2 separate regions of the Sus scrofa genome follow, and region 1 is linked to region 2. Evidence: chromatin contacts called from public HiChIP or PLAC-seq data. All regions are on one chromosome and are shown on one strand. The core of a region is the stretch at or near the end of the contact, and the rest is flanking DNA. Distances in the headings are between cores, read along the strand shown.

Evidence for each region. HiChIP or PLAC-seq counts read pairs in DNA pulled down with a chosen protein or histone mark.
Region 1: an H3K27ac HiChIP or PLAC-seq map of alveolar macrophages shows a contact between it and region 2. The contact joins two enhancer-like sites. A contact is called at or near these places in 2 of 47 Hi-C or Micro-C datasets (epiblast stem cells and liver) and 1 of 2 datasets of contacts at active chromatin or transcription factors (alveolar macrophages).

Annotation. Positions count from the first base shown.
Region 1 is chr9:128,129,718-128,132,848 of Sscrofa11.1, reverse strand. It overlaps PLA2G4A (cytosolic phospholipase A2), which reads right to left. Exons shown (of 23, transcript XM_021063827.1): 19 at 1,899-2,141. Among named protein-coding and RNA genes, the nearest start is that of PTGS2, 270 kb to the right of the region's middle. Within about 2 kb of position 1,343, at least 20 of the 83 cell types and tissues checked have an H3K27ac peak or open chromatin away from gene starts, as enhancers often do. A contact at or near this core is called in alveolar macrophages, where this site is marked.
Region 2 is chr9:128,007,196-128,010,408 of Sscrofa11.1, reverse strand. The region is part of intron 6 of PLA2G4A (cytosolic phospholipase A2); the gene reads right to left. Among named protein-coding and RNA genes, the nearest start is that of PTGS2, 150 kb to the right of the region's middle. Within about 2 kb of position 1,403, at least 22 of the 83 cell types and tissues checked have an H3K27ac peak or open chromatin away from gene starts, as enhancers often do. A contact at or near this core is called in alveolar macrophages, where this site is marked.

The sequences.
Region 1 (3,131 bases), core at 94-2,593, 120 kb before region 2:
ATGAGGAAGGGGGTGTAGCAGGAAGGAATGGCTTCTGAGCAATGCTCAAGTTCTAGCTCAGTTGAGCAATTCCAGGCAAACTATCTTTAATCTTCCTTTTCTATAGAGTAAAATAACTAAAGAATCTTTCTAGTTCTAAATGCTCTATGAGGGTTTTTTTTTTTTAAGCCCATCATCATTCATTCATAAAACTTGAATTTCTAAAGAAGATATTTAGTTGGCCTTTTTTTTTTCTTTCTTTCTAGGGCTGCCCCTGTGGCATACGGAGGTTCCTAGGCGAGGGGTCGAATGGGAGCTATAGCTACTGGCTTATGCCACAGCCACAGCAACACAGGATCCAAGCTGTGTCTGCGGCCTACACCACAGCTCATGGCAATGCCAGATCCTAACCCTACTTACTGAGTGAGGCCAGAGATCGAACTAGCAACCTCATGGTTCCTAGTCGGATTCGTTTCTGCTGGGCCATGACGGGAACTCCTTAATTGGCATTTTAATGGCAATATGTAAAAGCATGTGCCACAACACGCACAAAAATAACATCACTGATTGTACAGTGAAGTCTTTTTATCTTAGATGAATTTAAAAAAAGACACTGACTTTATTCCAAATAGACTTTTATTATAGTTCATATGGAAGGGCTGGCATTATAGGTGTATAATCAGACCTACCTCATATCCTAGACTTTGATGCCACAAACATAATGCAAAATATGGTGAGTTTCTATTTCTCTGTGGAAACCACAAGGGTAGCTTTTGCTTTTGTAATTTCCCTTAAGCTCAAGCAGCAAATAGAAACAGCATTACCTAAACGACAAGATCTAAAGCCATGTCCTAATTTTCACAAACATCGAACAGGGAGAATTCTGAAGCAAAGAGTAAGTGGAAAGGTTTTAGAAAAATTCCACTTATGTTTTCAGAGCCCCCCTGTTAGCATTCTTAGGCAGAAATAACAGAGAAATGCCATTTGGGTAGTTAAGGGAAACAAGATGGTACGATGAAGTAGAAAAATTTAAGATGACAGGAGCATTATAAGAAAGATTATTACATAGGGATGAGTCACCAAGACAAATTTAACTTTTAATCTGGAACATGCATGGAACTGAAGCTTCAAAGCGAGTGTTCTTTGGAGTTTGGCTAAGCGACAAACCTGAAAGTGAGTGGGTTCTCAGGAGGTGGCCTCAAAAGGTTACTTAACCTTTCTGAGGACTGGAGGGACAGAGTCACTAGCCCGACGGGCGCTGCAGACTGGTGAACTCAGTTCTGCTCCCAGCCCTAGGCTGCACACATTTCTGCACTGCACTGGAGAGCCGGGCTGAGGATCACGTTCACCAGATTCCCTCCCAGCTTGGCTTCTCCTGAGAGCCAGCCTTTGCCAAGGAGAAACACCCACGAGAGGCTGGAAGGAGGAAATGAGACAGAGGCTATGTTTCTGCTATTTCTACCGCCAAGCACGGTGGTGGGGGAGTTTGTGGGAGTGATTTTGAAGTGTTATTGGACTCATTCCTAGACGCTCAGCCTGGACCTTGCTCCTCCAAGCCATGGAACAATTTTGTAAGCACCTAATTCCCTACTTTAAACCCCTTTCAGTTAAACAAGGGAGAGGGTTTCCTGTTTTCTGTGTGTGAACTTTGACCAACACAGAAAGGAGATACGCTCCCACTCAATAGTTCAATGAAAATTGTTTATGCTGATATGACTATGCCATTTTCCATCCAATGTATTTTCACTGCCCTCTCCGAAAAACCGAAACAATAATTCAGAGCCCTTCACACGTTAAGTGCATGCTTTTTAATTTGATTACAAAGGACTTATTATTAGCAAGAATTAGAATGTTCCTCCCTAGAGAAGGAAGAAAGAGCTCCTGAACTAACTTCCAAGGATTCCATCCGGGGTGCTTACCTGCTACTGCTGTATCCAGTTCATCTTCATCCAAGGACTCCTGGGTGGTAAAGTTTCTCAGAGGAGACATTGGGTAGGACGTATTGAGATTCAGGCCCAGCATGAAGTTGTGCACCTTCCCGGCACGTCCCTCTCTGGTATTGAACAAAGCTGAATCACTCACCAAGGCCATCAGCATACGCTGGACCCAACTTGCTTGATTATCATTTTGGTATTCCCTTTCTGCTTCTTCGTTTTCACTGCCTAAGGAGAAAGGTAAGATTGTTATACAGACTCCAAACTCCATACAAACAGAAACAAGGTTGGGGCAATGGAATGGTGAAATTAATGCTGAAGCTCTACAGATTTTAACAAAGGTTGATCTGTGTCAATGAAGAGAGTAAACATTGTGGTTAATCACTTTTGCTCTTAAATTGTTCTTACTTTACCCTTTCCCTGTAGTTATGTCTTAAGGCTGTATTCTTGACAGTGTTACCTGGCCTATTCTTGATTTCCAAAGAAACTTCTATTTTCCCTTTCCCCCTTTTCCCAGTTCTTTTCTTCCTTTTCCTTGGCTGCACACACACATGAAGCGAATATCCATAGTAGCTAAACCTCTTCCTTCCCCAAGTTTCCTTCCCTGTCTTATTTAATAAACATTCAGAAATCATGCAGCCTGAGAGCAGACAACTAAAGGATTCAGCATGTATTGAACTGTCATTTCATTCTTGCTTATAAAGTTTGGGGTTTAAGAAGACTGTAATTTAAACACACGTTTTTAAATGTTTGAAAATCCAGTGATCATCCCAAAGAAGCACTTTTCAATGACTTTTTCCTTAGAATCCGTGCCCTCATCATTGCTGCTGGAAACTACGCTGTGTAGTTATTGAGAGCATTGGCTTCAGAACCAGACTGCTCAGATTCCAACCTTCTCTCCACTATTTACTAGTTAGTTAACCTTTCGCAGCCTTCACTTTCTCATCAGTCAACCTCATAGGGTTGTTGTGAGGATAAACTGAGTTAGTGCATTTATGTAAATGTCTTAGAAAGGTGTCTGGCCCACATTACATTCCCAGTAAACCCTAGACGATAGTAGAAATAGTTGTAATAACAGCAGCAGCACAATCCTCATTGTTACTATTATTCATTGATAATTCAAATCTAAAAACACTGAGTGGTTGAGTACAGTTCCTCCCCCCTAAATCCTTCTGTTCAGATTTCAGGGAACTCTGTACATAAATATACATTTATAAT
Region 2 (3,213 bases), core at 154-2,653:
AAAGCTCTAAAGATTGAAAAGAAAAAAAAAAGGAAATGAAATGACTTTAAGTTGCAAAATGAAGGATTTTTGTCAGGCTGAAGAAGGACATCCTGATAGCAGAGCTGTAAAGGACCCTCTTTTGCGACAGGTGGTTATTATTACTAAACGTTTCAGCCGTCTTTACACTGCAGATTTGGAATGGTCCCAATTCTATAAAGCATTATCTTTTAGGGAACATTAAGGTGGCCTCAAGAATCTGAAGGAGGAAAGTAGGCAAAGGGTGAGGAGTAAGATAGAAACCAGACTCAAGAACTTAGCTGGCCATCCAAGAAAGGCAGGCAAGACAATGGTTAAGTATTCAGAACTTAAAACAATAATTCTGGCACCTAGGACGTGAAGGAAAAGCAACCCAGCATGATGGCTCCCGGAACAGGTAAATGCACTGAGATGCGATGATGTGTGGAACTGGGCCTAGCAATTGGCCAGGCAAAAAATCCAAGTGTTTGAAAGGAACAAAGGCTCTGTCTTTGCCGACCAAATGCTGGAAAACAAGGCAATCTGTGATTCCATCTTACTGGTTAATAATTACCCTGGATCAAAAGATCTGCATTCTATAAGCTCATGAATTTCTATGCACTTTTGTTTTAGGTATTTTGTTTTCTGGTCATTCATTATAGTGATTTCCCGATTTTCTTTCTTCCTTTAAAAACTCCCACACAAAACAAAAACAAACAAACAAACACAAACAAAAAACCCTCTAGAGAAATTCAGCAGACCTAGCTTCTCTGGGTTCGTTCTTAGCATAACTGGAGAAAAACCACATAACCTGCTAAAGTGGTTTTATTTTGGTCCACATTCTCAGAGGCTCTGGCCACCACACAGCATCTTTCTAGGTTTTCTGGTGCCCTTGCATTTCCACCTTAGAAAAGGACTTTCTTCTCCCCTTCAAGTTTCTCACCTTATCCCCACCCCCACTCTTGGGTAGTGACCTCATCTCCTTTCACAGAGACAACAGAAGGCGTCACAAGGGGAAGTTCATCTTCTCACCCGCAAACCCTCAAACTTCTCTGCCAGAGTACCTGGGTTCTCCTTCTCTCTGTCACCAAGAAGGCAGAGTTCCTCCCCCTGTACTGGACCTGGCCCCACATGTGTTTGGGACGCAAAATCCCTCTCTCCTCCTCAACTGGCTTCACTCGGAAAGCTGTGCCTGTCTTTTCTGAATCATCCAACTTGACCTTCTACGGGATAATCTGATGGGCAAGCTTTTTACAGTCTCTCTCGTCTCCATTTCCTTTTCCCTCCATGTCTCTCTCCCCTGTTGTGCTGCTTCACATTTTTCTAATGGACCATTTGCTCACACGCTGTCTATCCGCATCCTCAGAGTCCTCACTTTCATGCCCTCTGCCACCCCACCGCGTCCCCACCACTCCACCAGAGCTGCTCTCATCAAGATCGCTAGTGACTTCCTGGTTTTTTAAATGCAGTCAGTCATCGCTTTTCTATCCTGTTTTTCTGGAACCACTTTCACTTCTTTGCTCCCATGACATCGTCCTAACTCCTAGTTTTGCATTAATTCCTTGGTTGCTCCTTTGCAGGCTTATTTACAAATGCTACTCCTGGATCCTCCGTAATAAGCCACACCATTCGCTCTCCACACATGGCTTCTCGTCCCTCACATCTCAGCTTAAACTTCACCTTTCCATCCTTCATTTCCCCAGGTCAGCCTGTACTATTCAAGTCCATTTGCATCTTATATTACCCATTATTTCCTTAATTATTCTCTCTTCTCCAAGGGGGTATTAAATCTTTACTCACCCAAGTAGTCCCTAAATATAGCACAGTGCCTGGAATGTAGTCAGTAGCAATTAGAACATACTGATTTGGTGAACTCAGTGGTCAGTGATTCCTGGTTGATGTTACATCTGCATTTTCTTCTTGACCCAACAGGTAAACAGGTAAAAATTCTTAAGCGAAAAAAAGTACAGTCTATCTACATGGCTTCCCCTAATAACTCTTCTTTTTCTAAATGTTAAAAAGACAGATTTTTCCTATTCTTTCTTAGGCATGCTATATATATTCATAAAATAGTATCTAAAAATTCGTTTCTTTACAGAGAATTGTAAGTTATACAACAATGTTCTCTTCATTGTGACAATAACTTTAAGGTATTAATCAGCCAAGCCAACTTGTCAATTTAACACATAATTTAAGCAGATAGTATAAATTTCTGTAAACACTGAATGAGTCTCACAAAACTGATTCTTTCTTATATTGCTTTTCATTGAGAACAGAGGGATTGTTAGTGATAAGGACACATACACACAAAAAAAATCCCATATAAATATTGTAAACTTTTACTAATTTTAAATAGAAATCCCTGGCGATCACTACCTCAAAAAATAAGCAAGTAGCAGATTATATTATCATCATAATATTTTCCAACTAAATTTTTAATTAACTGAGAAACCCCTATAAATTAGAATTTTCACTGCGAGAAATCTTCCTAAAATATGTCATCCTTCAATAATCAAGGATATAATGATACTTTGACATTATAGCTGACTATGAATTCCCATTGTACATTGAAAGTAGTAATTTTCAAGACTATTCCATGAATGACAGAAATGCCCTAGAGTTATCTCTTTGAGATCTAAGTTCAATCAATTTTAAATTCATCTGTCTCTACTTCATAACAATTGAGTGGAAAGGAAGTTGATACCTGTTTGAGGTTTGTGGTAGATAATAACAAGGGACTGATGGACATTAAGAAATTTTAGTTATAGATGCAGGAGTCCATATAGCATGTCCCCGTAACGGCATTCATCTTTAAATATTTTTCCCAAAATTACTTTTCTATAAATCCTTAATTGCTGTAAATGATTTTTCTTAATACTTTTATGGTATTGCCTCAAATGCATGTAAAAAAAGTCCTTTAATTTCAAGAAATAAAAAATGAGAGCCCAAAGAAAACTTATAAGATACCACTTACCTTCCCCTAGACTATCCTAGGCAGATATTGTCTCTTCTACAATTATAAATCCTTCTACAAGGGGTCACAAACCTCGGTTTATTGCCAAGGTACTGTGCTCAACTTGCTTATCTTGTTAAAACTGTGGACATAAAAGTATGGGGCAAATAGGAAGTGTGTCAATTTACTGACTGAAATTCAGAAACATTTGCAAGACCTAATGTTTCTAGTCACACAGTTGCATCTAGCAGTCAAACCTGACC